Linked DNA regions of Sus scrofa: region 2 is linked to region 1. A link is a contact called in public HiChIP or PLAC-seq data. All regions are on one chromosome and are shown on one strand. Each heading gives the region's core, a stretch centred on a gene start, on an enhancer-like site or on the middle of the called end of the contact. The rest is flanking DNA. Distances are from core to core; before and after follow the strand shown.

Evidence for each region. HiChIP or PLAC-seq counts read pairs in DNA pulled down with a chosen protein or histone mark.
Region 2: an H3K27ac HiChIP or PLAC-seq map of skeletal muscle shows a contact between it and region 1. The contact joins the promoter of FAAP100 here to the promoter of MRPL12 in region 1. A contact is called at or near these places in 1 of 5 promoter capture datasets (liver), 3 of 47 Hi-C or Micro-C datasets (embryonic fibroblasts and fetal skeletal muscle) and 1 of 2 datasets of contacts at active chromatin or transcription factors (skeletal muscle).

Annotation. Positions count from the first base shown.
Region 1 is chr12:1,201,643-1,206,679 of Sscrofa11.1, reverse strand. MRPL12 (39S ribosomal protein L12, mitochondrial) reads left to right here and starts at 2,863. Exons shown (of 5, transcript XM_021066454.1): 1 at 2,863-3,104; 2 at 3,718-3,904; 3 at 4,034-4,117. The coding sequence starts at 3,031.
Region 2 is chr12:1,285,500-1,290,536 of Sscrofa11.1, reverse strand. It overlaps FAAP100 (Fanconi anemia core complex-associated protein 100), which reads right to left and starts at 2,166. Exons shown (of 11, transcript XM_021066475.1): 1 at 1,882-2,166; 2 at 1,581-1,699; 3 at 150-979; 4 at 28-147. The coding sequence starts at 2,046. It overlaps NPLOC4 (nuclear protein localization protein 4 homolog), which reads right to left. Exons shown (of 17, transcript XM_021066476.1): 17 at 4,869-5,037.

The DNA of each region.
Region 1 (5,037 bases), core at 1,614-4,113:
GGGTGTCCCTCACTGCTTTTAAAGAGCAAAGGCCCCAGAACCTGGGGGGCTGGGGACACCCCACGTACTGAATGGGAACTGGGCCCAGAGGCGGCAGCAGCAGCAGCAGCAGCAGCGGATCCGGGTAGCTGAAGACCGAGCCAGGGCTTGCGCTTCTCTCGCAGGTGAAGCGCTAGGCCTTTCGCCAGAACCCCATCCTCGACCCATTTCGGGCTCAGGCACAGCATTTAGCAGCCGCTGTAAGCGGAGTCCCGAGCTCGCTGCGGGCCTGATCTCCGCGAAGCGCGGCCGCCGTTTAACTTCAGGAAGAAATCGAAGAGAAGGCGGCCCGAAGGGCAGGGGCGCTCCTCCCGCCCGGGGAGCACGGGTTGCAGGCGGCCGGGCCCTGCGGCGGCGCAAACCTCACGAGCCCGTTCTCGGGGGCAGGTGTCGCCGGGCCAGGGCCCGGCTAATTATCCCTGGCAGCGCCACCCGGGAACTGGCGCCACACCTTTCTCGGTTCCTCGTTTGCCCTGCGAGGGGAGAGTCCCCACCTTTCCCTTTCCCGCCTCCCCGCCAGCCAAGGTCTGCGCCTGCGCGGCCCGCCGCCTTGGGCGTAATCTCGGAGGACGAGAGGCGGCAAGTCGAGCTACGGCTAGAGCGTCTCTCCCCCCAGCTCGTATGCTCAGTGTTCTTGGCGGACACAGCGTGTCTTCCCCCAGTATGTATTCCTATTGACCCGGGGGGCTGGCTCCTGTGCTCAGCGAACTTAGTCCGCCCGGCCGTCTTGCCGGCTAGAGCGTCCACCCTCAGCTCCCAGGCCCCAGCCGGCTAGAGTGCCTCCTCAACGCGTATGCTCGTTGGTTTTGGGGGTTAGAGAGACGGCCTCCCTCTCTTACGCCCGGCCGTCCGGCTGGCTAGAGCGCCCACCCTCAGCTCTTAAGCCCCAGTAGGCTAGAGTGTCCTTTCAGCTCGTATGCTCGTTGGATCTGGGGGCTAGAGACTTCTCCCGCAGCCGTATGCTCGGCAGTCCGGTCGGCTAGAGTGTCTACCCTCAGTTTGTGTGCTCTTTGGGTTCTGGGTGTTAAAGTGTCCGCTCTCAGTTCGTACGGTCCTCTTTGGTCATGTTCTTGGCCGTCCGGCCGGCTAGAACGTACACCCTCAGCGCACATGCTCCAGCCGGCTAGAGTGTCCTCAGCTTTTATGCTCGTTGGTTTGGGGGGCTAGAGAGTCCTCCCCCAGCGCGTATGCTCGGAGGTCCGGCCGGCTAGAGCGTCGACCCTCAGCTCGTATGCTCTTTGCATCTCGGGGCTAGAGTGTCGACCCTCAGCTCGTATGCGCCAGCAAGCTAGAGCGTCCTTTCAGCTCGTATTCTCCAGCCGGCTAGAGTGTCCTCTCAGGTTTTATGCTCGTTGGTCTTGGGGGGCTAGAGAATCGCCCAGCGCTTATGCTCAGCGGTCCGGCCGACTAGAGCGTCTACCCTCCACCGCTCCCTAGCTCGTATGCTCCTTGGTTTTGGGGGCTTCGAGAGTCGTTCTCCAGTTCATATGCTCGGTCCGACGGGCTAGAGCGTCCACCCTCAGCTCGTCTGCTCCAGCCGGCTAGAGTGTCCTCTCAGCTCGTATGCTCGTTGGTTCTGGGGGCTAGAGAATCGGGCCCCGGCTCTCATGCTCGTGGTCCGGTCGGCTAGAGCGCCCCCCAACTCGTACACTCAGCCGTCCGGCCGGTTAAAAGATCGGCCTTCCGCTCGTATACTCCAGCTGGCTAGAGTGTCCTCTCAACTCGTTGGTTCTAGGGGCTAGAGAGTTTTCCCCCCAGTGCATATGCTCGACCGTACGGCCGGCTAGAGTGTCGACCCTCATCTCGTATGCTCTTTGTTTCTAGGGGCTAGATCCTTGGCCCTCAGCTCGTATGCTCCAGCAAACTAGAGCGTCCTCTCAGTTCGTATGCTTGGCGGTCCGGCCGGCTAGAGCGTACACCCTCAGCGCACATGCTCCAGCCGGCTAGAGTGTCCTCAGCTTTTATGCTCGTTGGTTTTGGGGGCTAGAGAGTCCTCCCGCAGCGCGTATGCTCGGAGGTCCGGCCGGCTAGAGCGTCGACCCTCAGCTCGTATGCTCTTTGAATCTCGGGGCTAGAGTGTCCCCTCAGCTTTTATACTCGTTGGTTTTGGGGGCTAGAGAGTCCTCCCGCAGCGCCTACGCTCGGAGGTCCGGCCGGCTAGAGCGTCGACCCTCAGCTCGTATGCTCTTTCCTTCTCGGGGCTAGAGTGTCGACCCTCAGCTCGTCTGCTCCAGCCGGCTAGAGTGTCCTCTCAGCTTTTATGCTCGTTGGTTTTGGGGGCTAGAGAGTCCTCCCGCAGCGCGTATGCTCGGAGGTCCGGCCGGCTAGAGCGTCGACCCTCAGCTCGTATGCTCTTTGCTTCTCGGGGCTAGAGTGTCGACCCTCAGCTCGTCTGCTCCAGCCGGCTAGAGTGTCCTCTCAGCTTTTATGCTCGTTGGTTTTGGGGGCTAGAGAGTCCTCTCGCAGCGCGTATGCTCGGAGGTCCGGCCGGCTAGAGCGTCGACCCTCAGCTCGTATGCTCTTTCCTTCTCGGGGCTAGAGTGTCCTCTCAGCTTTTATGCTTGTTGGTTTTGGGGGCTAGAGAATCCCCCCCAGCGCTTCGGCTCAACGGTCCCGCCGACTAGAGCGCCCCCAAAGCGTATGCTCAGCCGTCCGGCTGGTTAAAAGGTCGGCCTTCCGCTCGTATACTCCAGCCAGCTAGAGTGTCCTCTCAGCGCTAATGCTCGGCCGTCTGGTCGGCTAGAGCGTCTCCCCTCAGCGCATGTGCCCTTTGGCTCCGGGGGCTAGAGAGTCCTCCCGCAGCGCGTATGCTCGGTGGTCCGGAAGGATAGAGTTTGTGTTTCCGACGACCCAGCCGGCTAGAGCGTCTTACCCCCAGCTCGGCTGTCCAGCCGGCTAGAGCGTCCTTTCTAGCTTGAATGCCTGGTGGCTGAGGCCGCTAGGGAGTCCCTCCTGTTGGGACCCGCGTGTGACCTTCCCGCCTGCGGAGCGATGCTGCCGGCGGCTGCAAGCTCCCTGTGGGGGCCGTGTTTCGGGCTTCGGGCCGCTGCGCTCCGCGTCGCCAGGTACCGCGGGCTGCCGAGGCCCGGGCGGACGGGCAGTGTGGGTGCTCTCGGCCGGACACTGCAGGTGCAGGTGGGGGCGGCGTCTTGGGCGGCTGGCTGGCTGCCCCCCTCCTCGAGCGGCTGGTCCCTGCAGGAGTAGAGGGCGCAAGGGTCCTTCCTGCCAGCCGCCTAACCACGTGGGCCGCTGAGCGTGCCGGCGTGGCCCTGGATGACCTTGGACGGGTTTCTGCTCCTCTCTGGGCCTCAGTTTCCCCGGCAGCGCAGTGACGTGGCGGGACTCCCGTGAGTGGATCTGGCTGGCGTTCGGCCGCCAAGAACCCCACGTCCTGAAAGGCGTTGTGTGGCAAAGCGCCTTCAAGTGTTTGTCTAGTCTCCACAAATTGGTGCAGCTTATCCAAAGCGAAAGTAACGTTGTAGAGAGCGGTTTTGCAAACAGTTACGTGCGTTTTTAAGGTCTTTGAAAAAGTCCAAAGTAATTGGAAGTCCCTTTTGTTAGCTGTGTGGGTCCTGCAGTGTGAGATCCCTGGGTTCGGACGGGGAAACTAGATCTGAGCCTGAGGCACCTGCGTGCCTGGCTTGTGCAGGCTGATGGCTCTGTTTGAACGGGATTCAGGCACCAGGGACCGAGACTGTGCGGTGTGCGGTTGATGAGATGCAGCAGCCATCGAAAGGGGGAGGCTCTTGCTGGGGCCCCCCTGGATAACGCCCCCAAGGAGTATCCCCCCAAAATCCAGCAGCTGGTTCAGGACATTGCCAGCCTTACGCTCCTGGAGATCTCAGACCTCAACGAGCTCCTGAAGGTACTGGCCAGGCGCCCCACCTCGTGGCCCCTTTGCGGGGGGTGGGGGGCTCCTCGAGACTGTGCCTGCTGCGACCAGGCACATCCAGTGTGGCGCCTGCTTCTGAGAGTGCTTTTCTCTGTCCTGCAGAAAACGCTGAAGATCCAGGACGTTGGGTTCATGCCCATGGGTGCCGTGGCCCCTGGCGCTCCCCCTGCCGCCGCCGCCCCAGAGGTGAGTGCAGGCCGGGCTTGCCGTGCATAGGCTGTGGCTCTAGTGCCTGGCTCCCACCCGGTCTCGCCTTGGGTGGCCAGGTTCTCTCCTCACCCGCCCTTCATCTGGGTCCTGCATCGGCCCCACACGATGTGGGGCCTCCCCGCCGAGGATGTCGGGCTTGCCCACCGGCCCCTGAGAGCGCACGGAGGAGCAGCAGCCCCGGCAGCGGAGAAGAGAAAAGGAGGGATGGTTGCAAGGGCACGATCCCAGAGAGAGTGGGGAGGAGGGGACGCTGCCCCGCATCCTCGGCTCAAGGCTCGGTTGTGGAAACCGCGAGTCCTGAACGGAGAAACCTATCTTGCGTTTGAGGATTTTCTTTTTTAATTTTTTTTTAGGGTCACACAGTACATGAAGTTCCCAGGCCAGGGGTCGAATCTGAGCTGTAGCCACACCCCTTCGCCACAGCCACGCCAGATCCGAGCCGCGCCTGCGACCTACAGCGCAGCTCCCGGCAGCGCCAGAGCCTCAGCCCACTGAGCGGGGCCAGGGATCGGATGTGGGTTCGTAACCTGCGGAACTGCAACGGGGACTCCCACTTTCGCTTCCTTTGTTCCAAAAAACTTGTTCACGTAGAAGCGCCGTGATTCACACGTTCTCCTGGGCTCGGCCTCAGCAGCCACAGGCCACTTGCTGGTTGAGGCCGAAGGCAGGCTCCTTCGCGGGCGGGCGGCGGCGGCCATCGCCGAGACCACGGGCACCCTGCGTTGCCATGAGCTGTTTGCCCAGCAAACGCAATCAGGGGGCTTTCCTGTCTGTGTCACTTGGGTTGAAAACAGCTGTCCCCAAGGTCATGCCCAGGTCTGCACGCCGCACCTGGCTCTTGGGCTTCCTGAGCCTCACGGAGTTGGGGGTGCCCTCAAGCCCTGTCCCCCAGCCGC
Region 2 (5,037 bases), core at 917-3,416, 85 kb before region 1:
CCGCTCGGTTTTCGTCGCAGTTCCTACCTTCAGGTGCTCTCGATGACACCGAGAGGGTGACGACGCTGCAGACGCTCAGGCTGGCCGGACACAACAGAGCGGGCAGGCCTCCTGGGGCCCGGTGGGCTGCATGGGGTCCCAAGGGGAGCCTCCCTGAGCCAGGTGCGCCACACAGAGGTCCGAGGGGGTGCTGTGGTACAGGCGGCCGCCCTCGCCACAGGCCGCACAGAGCAGGGGCCCCGGGAGGCAGTACTCCCGCAGCTCTGGCACCAGGTGCCCCACCTCGTCCCAGCTGGCCTTGATGGCCAGGGTCCGGCCGTGGTGCCCGAGTGCCACCAGGCAGTCAGAGTGGGCGTCCCCCGTAGCCTCGGCCAGTGGCTCTGTCCTCACGGCCCCGATGAAGATGACGGGCTCCTCCAGGTGATGGAGGATCTTGACAAGCGCCTTCGGGTCACCAGGGGCTGACCTGGAGGTGACCAGGGTCTTCAGGACCACACAGCAGAGCTGGCCATCAGGGAGGCCACAGAGGATCACCGGCGACTCCAGGAGGGAGGCGTCGGCTCCAAAGAGTAAGCCAAAGAGGGCCTCCTCCAGCGTGACACCCCCGGAGCCCTGCACGTGGCCGTGAGGGACCCCGGGGCCTGGCGGTGATGCACAGCACAGCACCGGGAGGAAGCAGGGGGCTGCGGGCTCCCCCAGGCTCCCAGATGGGGGGGTGCAGGTGGACAACTCCACCTCACCAATCTGGCCTCCGGGCCGGGGGTCCTGCCCCGGACAGGGACGCTCAAACAGCTGCAACTTCCACTGGGCGGGGCCCTGCGCCAGGGCGACGAGCACGTTGTCCAGCACGGTGAAGGCACACAGCGTGGCATCAGGGAGGACACAGGCGCCTGGGTCCACAGGGATCACAGGGGCAGGGGGCTCGCCGGCCTCACCGTCCTGGTTGTCCCTGTCATTCCTGCCATCCTGGCTCACAGACCTTCGAGAACACAGGGAACTGCTGGTCACAAGCTCCCTGCGTGGCAACCTGCCCAGGACACGACAGGTCTGGGGTCTGCACAGGGAGGGATCCCACCTGCTCCATGGACTGCCCAGCTCCCAGACAGTCACCTGGGGGCACATGCCCAACAGGTTGTACCAAGGCTTCCAGAAACGGGGTTTGGACAGGAAATTCTCCTCGCAACAGAACTGTCGGCCCCCCACGCCCCACCCCGGGCCTCCACTGTGACTCACACCTGCTACCTTTCTATTTGCTAAACCAGTCGTGAGCAGGGGCCGGCATCTAGGCTCTGCACTGCTACCTGGGGTGGGGGCCTGGCTCCTCTGGCCACTGACTCCAGGTACACAGAGACCCGCCTCAAAGGTGTGACATGGCAGCCCCGCCAAGGCCAAAGGGGCAGCACCCTGCTCCGGGGGGCAGACTCGGCTGCCTGAACCCCCTGTCCCACCAGAGGCAGTGTCTGAGGACGGCAGGGAAACACCGGTCAGGGAGAGCGCGAAGCCCACCTGAGACCATATCGACCTCGACCGCGGCGAGGCCAGTGAGGGCCCGCCCAGAGCAGCGGCGCCTGCAACCTCACCTGCTGGCCTGGTCCAAAGACAAGCAGTAGATACCGCTCCGGGCGCACAGAACGTAGAGCGCCCTGCCAAGGGCCAGGAGCTCCAGGTGCCACACCCGGCCGGGAAACTTGTACACAGCCTGGGCGCCCGGGGAGAAGGCAGCGTCGGGCGGGGCGCCGAGGCAGCGGACGAACTGCTCCGCGGCGCCGGCCCCCCCGTGCCGAGCCCCGCCGCGGGGACCCCGCCCCCTCCCTTCCGCGGCCCGGGACCCGCCCCGCCCCGCCCCGCCCCGCCCTCCTCCCGGCCCCGCCCGGCCCTCACGGTCAGCAGCCGCCCGTCGCGGTCGTAGACGTAGACCAGTTCGCTCCCGGTGGACAGGAAGATCTCCGCCCCGTGGCACAGCACGCGGGGCTTGCCCGCAGCCAGGCCCCCTAGCGGGCAGCAGAAGCCCGCCAGGTATTCGACCCGCGGCGCGAGGCCGGCCATGGCGGGAGTCGCCGGGAGGCCCGGCCGCAGAGGGAGCTCGGCCTCGCGGCGCCCGTGCCGGAGGCGGGGCGCTTTACGGCCGCTCCGGTCTCAGCGCGGCCTCCGCCGTAAAGCGGCGCGGCGGGGGCGGGGGCGGGGGCGGGGGGCGCGGCGGGGGCGGGGCCGGGGGCGGGGCCGGGCGGAGAGCTGGGCCCTCGGCCGGAGTCCCGCGCAGCGGGCTGAGGGCCAGACCGCTGGCGTAAAGCTCGTGGACTCAGGGCGGTTTGGCGAAGGTCCAGAGCGTTTAAAGCCAAACGCGGGAAGCCCAAGGCCCTGACCCTGTCGCTCGTCCGTTCTCCCCCGGGCCTCCCCTGGAAACCCACGACGTCGCGCTTCCCCCGTGCTTCCGAGGGCCGCGCCGGCTCCCCCACGGCGGGGGCCATCAGAACGCGTCTCCTCCGAGCGGGCAGTCCGCTCCTAAAGCCACTTTCTAGGGTTTCGACGGGCGGTTGGATCTGTGAAGCCCAGCAGGGGGTCGGACAGCTTCACGTCTTGCCACGCCCGCGGCGCTGGGGCTCCGGCTCTGAGCGGCTGAGCCACCTTACTCCTGCCACATCCCCAGGGCACTGCTGCGTCTGAGCGCGACCACGGATAGAAGTATCCCTCTCTTGATGCTGTCTATGGATGCGTTGGTTTGGCCAGTGGGGACAAAGAGTAAGCCAGAGTTGTTGTGGGTTGAGGGCAGAGGACCGTAAAGAAAATGCCTGACCACATCTCAGGAAGAGGGGCAGCTCATCAGCAATCAGCCTGGGGGTCGGGGTGAAGGCAGAGCCCAACACCTCTCCTTCCCAACCCTGACTTCCAAGGCTTCGGTGAGAGGTGCTGACCAGAGGGCCCAAGAGCTCTCTGGATGAGACTCAGAGGCCCAGAGCAACCCTGAGAAGTGCCTGCAGTCAATCACAGCCTCCTTCTAGAAGCCACTGGGAAAGTCTCCAAGGCCAGACATCCATGAGTGAGAGAGGCATCTGCAGTGTGTGGCCAGACAGGGCAAGCTGAGGGGGTCCAGCTGCCAAATGTTTTCTTAGCTTGAGTTAAGCTGACCTCACCAAGGCAAAAACCTGCAAAACACAAAGAACCAGTAGCAAAAGTTCTAATCCCACAGTGTTCCTGGGTTGGACACAGCACGAGTGGGGCATTTGCAGTCTGTCCTTCACCTTTTCTGACACCTATTCCTACCTGGCCTTTGAAATTAGAAATGAGTCCCCCACCCCCACACCCCAGAGTGCACAAGTGTTCTCAGATGGTCTTTTTTTTTTTTTTTTTTTTTTTTAATGGCTGTACCTGTGGCATTTGGAAGTTCCCAGGCGAGGGGTGGATGGAAGCTGCAGGTGGGGCCTATGCCACAGCTATGTCAACACCGAATTCAAGCTGCATCTGTGACCCACACAGCTACGTGCAACAATGCTGGAAGCTTAACCTACTGAAGGAGGCCAGGGATTGAACCTGCATCCTCAGAGACATCAGGCCCTTAACCCACTGAGCCACAGGGGGAACTCCCCAGCCAGTCTTCTGACCACCAGTCCCTGTGGGCCACAGACTCAACATCAAAGGAACTATGCCAGAAATGTCCGAAAAAGAGGGCCACGTGGCTCTGGGAGGAAGTGGGCTAAGCTCGCCGGACCTACATCCCAGGTTTAGCCCTGACGAGCCAGGCACTGCTCAGTGGGTCATTCCTGTTCCGCTTCCTCCCGCTCAAGGGGACTATGAGGCTCCCAGCCCCAAGCCAGGCAGGCCCCACACTCTGTGATAGATTTATGGCCATCAGCAGTCTGAAGAGCGAGGGGGCCTTGAATACCAGCCCCCAGGGTTGCAGACATGAGCAAAGGGCTTAGACAGTTCTGGGGTGATGGGGAGGGGTCTCTCGGGAGGGTGTGCACCGGTGTGTGGCAGGAGGCCTGAGACACGGCAGCACAGTTTCTACGCTGCATATGGAGGCTGTGTGTCACGGTCCCAAGAACAAACCACCACCAGGCAGCGGCAGGGGGTGGGAGGGGGCCAGGCCACAGCACACGCAGGGAAGCTACAGGCTGTGCCAGCCTGCCTCACAGGCAGCACAGTGAATGTACCAACACACTGAATGTGCCAGGACCCCGAGTTCCATTTCTAAGCAGTACACGCCACTTGCTGGATTCCAGGGCGCAGGGAGTGTTTCAGAACCTCATCACGTCACAGAACCACCAAGTCCAGCAGCCTGAGCTGCACAGACGGCAGGGCACTGCCAGTAAAAGCAGGCAAATTCAGGAATGTGATGGGAGGCCAGCGTGGAGCGCTGCCCCCAAACCCCGGGTCCAGAGCCCAGGCCAGGCCTGCTGCTTTACCCTGAGGCAGGGCCCCTTGGGCAGCAGTGGCCAGTATTCAGGGAGCAGTGAGCCAGTGGCCAAAAGAGTGGGCAGTACGGTGCACATGAGAGCTGGCACCTGAACACCAGGGAGAGTGGCCCCTGGCCGTCACTCCACGAGGGGGGCTTCAGCGCAGGCAGCAAGTCATCTCCAGCCTCACCCCCCACCCCTGTGCAGTCTGGGGGCTTCCCGAAGGCATCCATCCCCTGCTGCCTGGCTGCGTTCCCGACCCGCCACGCAGAGCCCAGGAGCAGCCACATGGATGTTTGCGTGGGGAGCACAGCGCCTAGGAGGGGGCAGGGGGGAGTGGGGTCTCTCTTCAATAGTCTAAACAGGGCAGTGACACGTGGAGGGGAAAGTCATCCTGTCACCTAAAAGGTAGGCGCAATGAGGCTTGGGAAAGGAGAGGCCTCGGAGCCCAGGAAGGACAAAGGGGCGCTGGCAGTCGCTTCAGGTACTTTTATTGGTTCCACTGCAGGGCTGGAGTCCAGGCAACGCTACTGTGAACCCAACCAAGGCACAGCTGCAAGCCCCAAGCGGGAGCACCGGGAGTAGGCTGGGTGGCAGAGGCCGGCACCCGACTGCCCCCCACCCGCCACTGGGTTACGGTGCC